2 separate regions of the Bombyx mori genome follow, and region 2 is linked to region 1. The links are chromatin contacts, called in public Hi-C maps. All regions are on one chromosome and are shown on one strand. The core of a region is the stretch at or near the end of the contact, and the rest is flanking DNA. Distances in the headings are between cores, read along the strand shown.

Region 1 (6,357 bases), core at 1,505-4,004:
AAAAGCACCGTTAGTGGATCGGGAGGATCCGAGATGACGTGTTTTGGGCGACGTCGACTGCTTTCCATTCTGTCCGCAGGATCGGGAATGTAGTTACCGGCGGCCACGATGAGAGGGTTCTCGTGTCGTGCCGCTTTATCGAAGTGGCGCATGGACGCCGACTGTAGATACTTACTGATGGACTCTAAGTCCAGGTCGTCATGGAGGTCGACGTTCCTGACGAACCACGGGGCTCCGACGGCTATTCTGCAAAAACGGGATTGAATGATTTGAAAGGATTTTAAGTGTATGCGGGCCGCGTGAGCGAACACTACACTTGCATAGGTCATGACGGGGCGTATGCAAGTTTTGTAGAGTGTCACCTTATTTCTAAGGGACATTTTACTTCGCCTACATATCATCGGGTAGAGACGTCCTAGAATGAAGGCGGCACGGTCGCGTACCGTCTTAATGTGGGGGCGGAATGTCATCCTACTGTCGAGGGTGACGCCTAAGTATTTGACCTTCGGGGCCCACGGTATGGGCTGGTCGAACATCGTGATTGGGCGAACGGCGGGGGCGGGGGTGTTGACGCGCCTAGTCGGGAGAGGGATGCTCAGCGTGGTGTTCGGAGGGCGACCCCTTTTGAAGAGCACCGCTGTGCTTTTCGTGGGGTTGATGTCGATGCGCCACTTCCGGAACCACTGTCCCATGGTGGTAGCTGCGGTCTGAAGTCGTCGATGAAGCAACGCCTTCTTCCTACACGAGTAGTAGATGGCGGTGTCATCGGCGAAGAGCGCCAGATGGGTCTCCGGAGACCGGGGTATATCATTGATATACAAACTGAATAGTAACGGGGAGAGGGCGGAGCCTTGCGGGACTCCGGCTGTGACATGACGGGGCCGGGAACGCGTTCCCTCGACTCGATATCGGAACGAACGCTTCGACAAGTAGTCTCGTATGATGAGCACGAGTCTGTCTGGCACTCCCATGTTATACAGTTTGTATATCAAACCGTTGTGCCAGACTTTGTCGAACGCCTTCGCTATATCGAAGAAGAGGGCTCCTGTCGGAATGGGTTTCCGCCTGTTCAGCCCTAGTAAGATGTGCTCCGTGAGGCGGTGCACTTGATGGACGCACGAGTGTCTGGCGCGGAATCCAAACTGCTCGTCTATAAGAATTTTATTCGCGGATACGAAGTCCCAGAGGCGTTTACGAAGGAGCCGTTCGTATAGTTTGCCTATCGCCGGGAGGAGACTGATGGGGCGGTAACTCGCGGTTTCGTTCTTCGGTTTGCCCGGCTTGTGTATGCCGATAACGTCCGCTTCTTTCCACGCCGCGGGAAAGATGCAGTTCGTCATAGCAGCATTTAATATGGTGGCCAACATCGTTATCAGTTGGGCTGGTAACAATTTAAGCGCGCAGTTGCGGATGCCGTCGGAGCCGGGAGCTTTCCGTGGTTGTAGGCTATCGATCGCCTCCTTAACCTCGGAAGTGGTAATGGGGGGTAACGCGTCCGAGGGCGGCAGGGAAGCTCTGCGCTCGACCTCCCTGGGGCGACAGTAACCATTCACCTTACGAGTAATGGGCTATATGTCGTCTGCCTACAAGGGTAATAAAAAAATGTATTGATGAGATCTAGTTGTGAGCACGTGAATCACTTAGTTCCTGTTTTACGTAATCAAGATACCACTAAAGGGAGTCTTTGTTGCTTCTAGTTTCCCATCAACAAATTCTAAGAAAATCTTAAATATTACATATTCGATTTTCACAAACTAATAAATAGAGTAAAAGTACTGCATACATTAGAAGTACTTCTTGGTTTTTTGATCCCGTGATGACCCACAATAAGCTACCTAATCTTGTGAGACTTGGCTAATTATGGTATAAAAGTAACAATTTTATTATTATATTATTTAAAAAAACAACATATACCCACCTAAAGCCAATAAAATTCATATTAACTTTCAGTTATGGTTTAAATAAACATTAAGTTACATCAGTCAACAAAAAAATAATATAGTAATGAATTCGAAAACAAAAATGAGGCAAAGAACCTTGGCAATATCCATTATCATTATGATTCTAAAAAACTTTTGTGCTATAACATAAACCCTTTCTAAATTTTCTTTGAAATATCAAATCCAGTACAGTGCAATAGAACCCTCTAATACAAGTGACCAATGTTACAAAAGTCAAAAGATTACTTTTTCTCTAAATGATATTATTTCATTCACCATACAGTGCTTTGTTCATATTCCTGGTTGTGAACTGCCTATATCTGAAGGACAAAGATATGTATGTTACCTGAATAGCAACCTTTCCATCTTCGTTAGCAAGAGCCAGTATGTGTTCATAGCCAGATGTTTCAGCAAATCTACAAGCGAATATCGGAGGATCCTGTTCAAAATTTGCTACAACATTTGAGGATTGGAGCCCGTAAAACGATTCCTCACTGTTCACCACTAGCCGCTTCAGTACCGTATCGTAATTAAACCGGCAATCTGTAAAGACAGTTCCAATTGATTTTTCAAATCTTTACAACAATTGCCCTTTCCTCTTACATACTAATTCACAAGTACTTACGGAGACCGAGTTCACGATCGATCAAATTTTGTATATTATTCATGATTTCATTATAAATTAATGGTAGCTAAACATTTAAAAGTTTAAAACTCTGGATTCTTCGACAAACTTCTTGAACAAAACACGTTAAAAACAACAAATCTGACATTTAATAAAAGAGGCGCGAAATTATTATTAGTTTTTAAGGGATTTTATGACCTGGTAGCTAAGACCTTTAGGTCAAGTCTTATTTTAATTTATATTCTTATTTTTATGAAAAATGATATTACGAAGTGATATGAAATGAAATGAGATGAGATGAGATGATATGGTATAAAATATAATCTCAGTAAAATGGTGGTCATTTACTGAAAAATTTTCAGAGGACTTTTTGGAGGATCCCGAGAAGTTACGTTCAGCAGTTTTGTTTGATTTTCCCACATTTGTACACTTTCACAGATACTAAACAGTTAAACCAGTGTTATTATACATTTAAATCTGAAGAAACACTAAATAGACAAAATAAAATAAATCACACAACTTCACTCCTCGTGTTCCCGCAAAAAAGTCCAGAGGCGCGAAATTTTTTTTTAAGTGATTTTATGTCCTGGTAACTAAGACCTTTAAGTCATGTCTTATTTTAACTTATATTCTTATTTTTATGAAAAATGATAATAATATGGAGTGAAATGAAATGAAAATTATTAATTTGAGACATTAATCAACTGGGATGAAATTAAATTAAATGATGGGATGAAATATAATCTTAGTAAAACGGTGGTCATTTACTAAGATTTTTTCAGTGGACTTTTTGGAGGATCCCGAAATTGCGTCCAGCGGCTTTGTTTCATTTTCCCACATTTGTGCACTTTCACAGATATTAAACAGTTAATAAACCACCGTTATTACACATTTAAACCTGAAGAAACACTAAATAGGCAAAATAAAACAAATCACACAACTTCACTTCTCGCGTTCCCGCCAAAAAGTCTAGGCGCGAAAAAGCAATTAAAGGCATAGATTATACTTAATAATACTATGACTAAAAAGTGACCTAGAACCGTGGAGTTAATAAGTACCTACAACTATTATATAATACTAACTCTATGCCTAATACCTACGATCGTTGTACCTACTTAATTTGGCTTCTCTTTACTATTACTTAAATACCTTTACTCTTCGGCTGAGTTTGGCTGTAATAAAATCATAACCTATCCATACAATTGAAGACTATTTAGAAAGCTCACGTCTGATTATTTCACAAGCCTTGAGAGCGCCATCTGCTGATAACTATCTCCCAGAAAATGTGAACAGCATTGAGGTCGTCGTCGTGGCCTAAAGGATAAGACGTCCGGTGCATTCGTGTTGAAGCGATGCACCGGTGTTCGAATCCCGCAGGCGGGTACCAATTTTTCTAATGAAATATGTACTCAACAAATGTTCACGATTGACTTCCACGGTGAAGGAATAACATCGTGTAATAAAAATTAAACCCGCAAAATTATAATTTGCGTAATTACTGGTGGTAGGACCTCTTGTGAGTCCGCGCGGATAGGTACCACCGCCCTGCTTATTTCTGCCGTGAAGCAGTAATGCGTTTCGGTTTGAAGGGTGGGGTAGCCGTTGTAACTATACTGAGACTTTAGAACTTGTATCTCAAGGTGGGTGGCGCGTCTACGTTGTAGATGTCTATGGGCTCCAGTAACCACTTAACATCAGGTGGGCTGTGAGCTCGTCCACCCATCTAAGCAATAAAAAAAAAAAAAAAAAGGTCGGGGTTATACTCAAGTATTGCAGCCGAAAATTAGACGGTCATAATTTTTCGTGTGTGATGAAAAAGAAACAGTATAACCAAATATTGAAACACAACATTGAGACTTCTACCTGCCTAAATCCATGATCTCTGAATGATGAATTTCGAAAAAAAAAACGAAGCTAATTGTTTATGGCAACTGACAAATTTCGCCGTAGTAACGCGTTTGCTTTTTGTTGATTTCTTAAAATATATTGTTAACGATTATTTTAAGATTGGTTGAATTTGCAAATTATTTACCATTATTAATAGTTACTAGTTTTAAATAACATTCGCATAAAATTGAATGTTCAGGCTGGAGAAATTGCACAGTTTTCGTCTTTAACAATCTTGTTTGTCGGTTAAAGATTACGTGTTTATGTACGTAAAATTATAGATTTTAAAAAATACGAAATTACCTTTTGGGAATTGAAAACACAGGTCAGTAGACCGCTACCTTTTTATCTTAAAACGAAGCATTACTTTAGAATGTATTGCTAAGTAATTTTTTAGGTGTATGGAATGTGAAGTACACAAGGAATATGGACGGGGCTGCGTCAAATCGGGGCAAGAAAGTAGGATTTCGACAGAATATACGCGGGAAGCTAAGCGTGTTCGAGCCACTGATCTGCATTTGGATTTTACCTGCACGATTCCTGATGCAAACCACCGTCGCCCTCAGTATAGTGCCCGCAAACCTGAACAAAATGATGACCAACATGAGACTTCTGTGCTGCCCTTGATGAGCAACATGGATGAAATATCCTATTGGATTTATACTAAGCGGGCTCCATGCCTCATGAACTATGACAACTTAATAAAAAAGCAACATGTTGAGGCTCAGTGTTCAAAAGCGGCATCAAAAAGTGTTAGCAGTGCAATTCAAGAGGTGCCTTCACCAAAGATCACGAAGAAAAGAAAATTGTCTATATTAGATGACGATTCTGCCTCAGTGGAAAAACAACAGAATTTGTACTTTGATGTGTCTCAGAAACACAATAAAAATACTGTGATAATTAGCAAATCAGACTCTGTTGGTTCAGATGTTGATTTTAATATTAAAAATTCACCATGTAATAAAAAACAGAAAAGGTCTAAACTACAAGGTAGTCAACCTACTCCACACAAGAAGCAAAATAACATTATAACATCTACACCGAAAATAACGTCTCTGAGACGAAGCCTGAGAAATACAAAACAAACTTTCAATAGTAGCCATTTAAATAGTTCCTTTTTAAATAACACTAGTGTAGTTAATGGTAGGCATTTAAAGAATAATTTAGGAGAACATAATACTCACAATTACAATAACACTACTGATGGAACAAGTCCAATTGTAGACCGAAGAAATATGACAACTAAGAATGTTTCTAAAAAGGATGGGTTGAACGGACAGTTTGAAGACTTCAGTGATGTATCGGGCCTCACGGCTAACTATATCAGGTCAACCAAGCAACAGTCGAGGAAAACTCCTCGTAAATTAAGAGTGAAAAATTGTAGGAGCTTAGTGAAACAATCAAATCAAAGAGATGATGATAGTGTGAATGTTGACAAGCCAATGATAGGACCACCAAACCACCTGCCACTGAATTGTAGTACAGAATCTTCAAATATTATGAATGCAGTAAACGTAAAAAATGATAAAACTAAAACGAGCAAAAACAATATTAATGTAAAGGTAATGGATGCTTCTAAATCTGTAAACAAGAGCCAAAAGAAAGTAGATTTGAATATTTCTTTCCAAAGTACATCAAGATATCCAAAAAGAAACAGGAATTCTGACAATTCAAGAGAAGTAATATACAACACTCGTAGCTCTAAAGCTACAGGACAAGAACATTCAGCATTAGTCAATAGCAACTCTACAGAGAAAATTAGTTCTTTGACCAGTATGAATGCAGCTAGTCAAGAAAAGCAAACCCCTAAAAAGAAGAGAACACCTAAAAAGACAGCACCGAACCGGACAGTGGCTACTCGTAAAAGTGAACGAGTTAAAAAAGACTCCTTAAGAGACAAGAGTG
Region 2 (6,357 bases), core at 2,020-4,519, 270 kb after region 1:
GCCAACAGAACAAAACCTGGAAGCCTCTGGTCCAAATGATATACAGTCAAACCTGGGTAAGTGAGAACTGGATAAGTGAGAAAACTCTATAAGTGAGAGTAATAGCCAGGACCCGTCATTTTTAGCTCCTAAAACCTCTATTAGCGAGAAACGGAAACCTCTATAAGAGAGAGTATTTTTTCCCTCATGAACCTCCGTAAGTGAGACTGCTACTATTCTATACCTCTATAAGCGACAGTCGAGCTTTATTTATTTATATTATTTAGGAGGAACAAATGACAAAACAAATTACAAATTTAAAATCTGCTATTTTATGACCCATTCTTAACTTTCGTGGAACTTCTTAACATTGTTTTTGTATTGTTTTCTCGTCAATATTGAACCTATTCTATTTCGTGGAACTAAATAACGTTATTATTTTATGGCATTCTTTTCGAATGGACACGTGTGCCTGTGTACCATCTTGTTTGTCAGACTTACTCAGTTTATCGTTAATCAATTGCTGTCATTAAGTGATAAACTTAAAATAGTGAATTCGTTTGAATCCGTAAAATCTCTAAATGAAATTCAGAGGGAGCATTAGAGAGAAACTCGGGTTAGTGAGAAACCTCTATAAGCGAGAATGAGATTGTGCTCCCTTGAACTCTCGCTTATCCAGGTTTGACTGTAATAGTTTGGAGTTATATAAAATCCTACAAGCAGTTCTAACCTACTGTTTCTATGAAAGGCAATAAGGGTCAAAGCAACAGACAATTACTTCCCTAGGCTCTATAATCGAAGATAGACTCCCTGTCAAACTAACAACCATTTAAATATAATTTCTATGTTATACATCTCTTACCGTAACTGGTTGTGTTCGTTTTGAGCTCTTGTGACTAATGCTTGAAGTGTATTGAGGTATGATCTCCATGCTTCTGAACCGTACTCTAACTGCAACTCTAAATTGAGAACTCTGATAGCTTGGTGTGACAGCTGTGCATGAGAGTTGTCAACTGACTCGGCCCAGGCACTTGGTTCACTCATTCTTCCGACTGGAGGGGGTGGAAGTTCATACCTGAGGAATTAATTATACATAATATTTCAATAGTTTTTTTTTTAAAACCACATTCCTGTGCTTCACTACATCACGTGATCACTCAATAGTGATGTTTGTTAACATGACCAGAGGATTTGGCATATTAACAGTCAGCATCACAAGATACCACTTAGTAAAAGTTACAGACCTACATATTATATCTCCTCACAATCTTACTATTACTTCATTATCATCATGTTCATACTGTGGCATCAGTAGCCAGGCTGACTCAAATACCAACTTAGCTTACAAACCTATCAACTTAATTGAAGTCGTCGTGGCCTAAAAGATAAGACGTCCGGTGCATTCGTGTTGAGCAATACACTGGGTGTTCGAATCCCAGGCGAGTACCAATTTTTCTAATGAAATACCTACTAAACAAATGTTCATGATTGACTTCCATGGTGAAGGAATTACATCATGTAATCAAAATCAAGCCATTAAGCAGGCCGAATGCAGGCAGCATTGGAGGAAGCTGGTGCAAAAGCTGGACCAAGGTGGTCACGACCCTCAGTAATGAGGAAACGACAAAGAAGAAGAAGAAGAAGAATCAAAATCAAACCCGCAAGTTTTTATTTACGTAATTACTGATGGTAGGACCTCTAGTAAATCCGCGCGGGTAGGTACCACCATCCTGCCTATTTCTGCCGTGAAGCAGTAATGCGTTTCGGTTTGAAGGGTGGGGCAGCCGTTGTAACTATACTTGAGACCTTAGACCCTATATCTCAAGGTGGGTGGTGCAAATTAAAAGAACAAAATAATAAATAAAAAAAATTGCAGGTTTTATGCACCTCTTCATAGACAATGGTTCCATCGGCAATCTCTGTTGCACTCTTTCCATCTCTCGTTGTAAAGCAGGAGTTTCAAATGCAGAACTTGGTTCTGGTCCTGCATTTTCAAGATAGTTCTTTGTGGGTCTATAGCGTCTGCACTCTTCTTCCACCATGGCCAATGCCTGAAAATCAATTCCCATATTTAAGGGTAGTTTAAGGAGTCTTCTATAAGTAGGTTTGATTATAAGGACATTTTATACTGCAGTATCAATAAGAAGTGCTTTAATAATACTTTTTTGAGACAGCTTCCCAGTCACACAATCAATTATTACAATAGCAATGAAACAAAATAATAAAATCGTGAATTGAATTGAATTTGAAATTGACATTAAAATTGAAAAAGAATTGAAGCAAAAGTGCTTTGTAGCTTACAGTGTATGCAAAAATTCCTAGAAGTTCTGCATTTCCTAGACTGACCAAGATGAATATTACCAAAATTACTTCGTTTTGTATCACTCAATGCAAAAAGGAACAAACAGAAATCTAATTTCAAATTGATCTTTGGCAGTGGTCGAACCAAGACTATACAAATCGGTTTATTCTAAAGGTGAAATTATTCCATTTCGAAAAAGGAAGTCCTTCGAAATAGCATACATGTTCAAGAAACAACGAAAAAAAAACATTTTTATATAAATCTCTCAGCGGTGACTGCGCATTTTGAAGCAGACGAGAATATAACCCACATTTGTGAAGTGTGGTCGTTCAGACCAGCAATACCAAAATGATTATTGAATTTCTTTCTCTAGATGTCAAAGCTAAAGCGATATGAATCTTTGTTGTAAAGGAAATGGTCCAAGAATTAAAAAAAGTAAGGTTATCATAATACTTACAGCTTCTCTTACTCCAGGATCGTCATATCCTTGGTCTATATATGGTAATGCATCTACGACAACTTCTCCTGCCATTTTCTACAAAATTTATAACTCCCTTTACTACGAATGGGTACTGTGATTTATCACTTTATATTAAAGTTTTAACGCTGTTCTTTGTTTATTTGATTTTAGTTGTGTCACTTGTGTGACATTCTTCGTTTGAGCTAGTTTTAAGCCTAAAATGAACAGGCAAAAGAAATATAGTCCATATAGCTAAATCTTTTGAATTCCTCGATATTCAATAAATTGATATTAAATTAATATTATATTATAAAATGGAATTTAATGAAAGAAGAACACATCGAGTAGATATTAGATGAGTTGATAATGAAACAATGGTGCTTACTGAGAGATCAACGAACTTATTTTGAAAATATTCTCGAGTGGCAGCCACACACGACGCAGCTTAGATAGACTTTCGACGAGGTGAACTGACGTCCTACTGAAAGTCGCAGGAATCTAATAAATACGGTCGCTGCACGTCTAGGAGTGGATGATTTGTGTGAACACGTCCAATGTTTGTTTGATTTTTTAAAACTTGTGCCATTTCACATGTATTCAGTGATTAAAAAGCTTTCATTACTACAAAATTAGACATTTTATTACAGATACATTCGCGAAGCAGTTGCCCTTAGCTGTTAGATCTCCTACGGAGTCGTGGCCAGGTCAGGCCTTCGGTACTTTGGAGGATTGGCTTGTGCGGCTTTTCGAAGCCTGCCTTGAGCCCGGACGGAAATCGGACAGATTCATCCTTCTGAGGAAAGAGGAGCTCCTCTAGGAGTCATCCGTGGTGTACCACCACATCGTGTTGCTGGACGAAACTAGAAAATTGTTGGAGCAAGTCGTGGATGCGTCATCTGCCCCATCCCCAGGACGGGTTCCAATCGGTCAGCCGAACAGTACGGCTTCAGAAAGGGCCGGTCTACCATCGACGCAATCATGCGTGTGTGTACCCTCTTTGATGAGACTGTTGCCCGGGGCGAGGTGGCAGTTTCCTTAAAGTCTCAGTAAATAACCATCATTTTACTTAGATTTCACGCCAATTGATTATTGTTTCAAATTAATCAACTCTATTTCATTTTACTTCATATTATCATTTTTCATAAAATACAATGATAACTTAGGCTGTATCGTATGATACTTTTGCCTTTCCAGTTGGAAAAATAGAACTACTACAAATATTGACAGTGGACAGTAGCACTATTGTCAAAGAATAGTGTTATATTGATAAATGTAAATTAATGATAATAATGTCAGACTTAGGTGGTGGTACCGTACCTACTGTACCTACTGAAATATTCCTTTTAATTTGCTTACATACTCTTTTAACGTAAATAAATAGGTACGACTGTCACGGAAGGAAAAAGATTGTTATTGTAAAATAATTAGGTGCTTTTTATATTAAACTTAGTGTAATTAAAACTCGTGGACCTATTAGTCAATGTATTGAAATGTAATTCAATTTGGTTTTTTCAGTAGAACAAAACAAATTCAAGCTTCCAAACCACAAGACAAATTTCTTTTTCGTCTTGTTTATATTCTACTGAAAATGACCATCCAAGAAGATTTAACTCAATCCGAATCCCCACAAACGGATTTAACTAAGGTTTTAAATTTGGAATTATTATTATTTGTTGTAAAATTTAATGCAGTACAAACTTCACGGCCTTGATTATCTTTATAAACTTCCTAATTCTAGAAAACACAATATTTTTTTATAAATGAGAATAATTTATTTTTAATATTTAAAAAACAAATTGCAGGTTGCGGCATTACATCAAAAACGTACATTGGCATTTGTAAATCATTTCCTAACAATAAATGTACAATTTCTGAATAACTTTATGACGAATTGCGAGCAGAAACTGATGCAGTTTGAGAGAAAATTAGAAAAAGTTAATGCTGCCATGGTTTTGTTAGAATCTAAGGTGATTATATTTTTATAAATTATTGTATGTAAACAAAAACGGATATCTAAAATGTTTTTATTTTCTATCATTAGTCATAATAAACCATTTCTGCAAGACCTTCTCTGGAAAGCTGTTGATTGATCTGATAAAGTAAGAGCAGCCTATTGATATATTTGCAATGCATAAAGCTTCAATTGAATTAAAAAAAAAACGGTCTCCTACCAGATTAGAAATTAGACTACTACTAATTTTAAGATATGGCATCATTGCATTTCACCATAATCCTTATTCAGGTTGTGTTTATGCCATTTCTTTAATTGCCCATGTGCCTCAAAAACTTCATTTTAATTGATAGCATACATCAAACCGATACATAAATAGATAAAACTTATTGATTTCAGTTATCTTCAATACCAGAATTAGACATTCCTAAGCAGACAAATACAAGTAATGTTACAGAGACTGAATCTACTGAAAGTCAAAATGAAACAGAACTCCAAGAAGAAAATCTAGAAAGAAAACTAGAAGACCAAGCCCCAGCAGAAATGAAAACTAAACCTGAATATGATAAATTTGTTAAAATGGTTCAAGTAGGAGTGCCATTGCAGGCAGTGAAACTCAAAGTCTCGTTAGAAGGTCTCGATCCTGAAATACTGGAGCAATTAATAAAATAAAATAATATTTTATTATTTACATTATTGTGTTGTTAGCATAGTATGATCAAATAACCATAGTGTGTAAACCATAGTTTACTTTTATAGAACAAACAATAGAACAGTGTATTCTGTGATACCTCTAATCTAATGGGATCATAAGTGTAAAATTAATAAAATAAAATAATATTTTTTTTTTGTTTAATTGTAATCAACGTATAGTTTAGAAAATATTATCTTTTATCTATAAAAATATCATTCTAATTGTTAAAATTGTAATGTTTTTGTTCTTATCGTTTTAAATAATGTAATAGGCTCAAATATTTAAGTAGCATTCCTTAATATTTTTATGAAATGTTGAAAATGTTGTTTTTAATAAAGGATTTTATAATCATGCAAGATTATTGATCACATAGAGGTGGACCTAGAAAAAAATCATTAAATACTTCTGAAAGTTGATATATGCTTACTATTTTAATTAATTTATTTTGTGAAACATGTTGTATGCGATTTATTCCTTTTTTTGCAAATAAATAGTATTCTTATAGGGGTAGTAGGTGTATTGATTTATGAGAGATTTATTTGACGTAAAATTGGCCATGTCAGTTAGATTGTGTACAATCATGCTACAGAGATACTATTATATTATATTCTAGTAACAATAATAGGCACCTATAGGCATCAAATGTTGTACCATCCTAAGTAATTGCAGAAATAGTTCTCTGCCAGCACCCTGATAATAAATAAAAATAAGGCTGGCCATACCATTAATATTTTTATGAGACATATTAATTAATGCTAAGCATGATTTTTTTATTCCTACTCATAGAAGTTATAGTTATAGTATTACCATACGATGTGGATGGTAATAAAGTATAGGTGCAATAAATGGGAGGTTTTAAGGATGCATCTGGTCCAAAGTGGTGACCTTGATTACATATTGATAAAGTTCTTAGAGCAAAACCAAATTAATCTGAACTTTTTGTCGAGTATCCAATAAGATGCTAAAACAAA

What was found. A called contact is a pair of places that touch in the nucleus more often than the background predicts.
Region 2: a Hi-C map of middle silk gland shows a contact between it and region 1, with 3 times the contacts expected there. The contact joins the promoter of LOC101741443 here to the promoter of LOC101745085 in region 1. A contact is called at or near these places in 2 of 7 Hi-C or Micro-C datasets (middle silk gland and posterior silk gland).

Annotation. Positions count from the first base shown.
Region 1 is chr12:674,926-681,282 of ASM3026992v2, forward strand. It overlaps LOC101745085 (protein lethal(2)denticleless), which reads right to left and starts at 2,755. Exons shown (of 4, transcript XM_038014549.2): 1 at 2,566-2,755; 2 at 2,287-2,483. The coding sequence starts at 2,608. It overlaps LOC101743785, which reads left to right and starts at 4,482. Exons shown (of 2, transcript XM_012691022.2): 1 at 4,482-4,777; 2 at 4,850-6,357. The coding sequence starts at 4,854.
Region 2 is chr12:940,589-946,945 of ASM3026992v2, forward strand. It overlaps LOC101741443 (pre-mRNA-splicing factor SPF27), which reads right to left and starts at 3,270. Exons shown (of 7, transcript XM_062671333.1): 1 at 3,127-3,270; 2 at 2,739-2,956; 3 at 1,867-2,030; 4 at 842-1,054. The coding sequence starts at 2,813. LOC101741584 (WASH complex subunit 3) reads left to right here and starts at 3,974. Exons shown (of 4, transcript XM_004929343.5): 1 at 3,974-4,122; 2 at 4,257-4,386; 3 at 4,544-4,708; 4 at 5,092-5,737. The coding sequence starts at 4,330. The coding sequence ends at 5,364.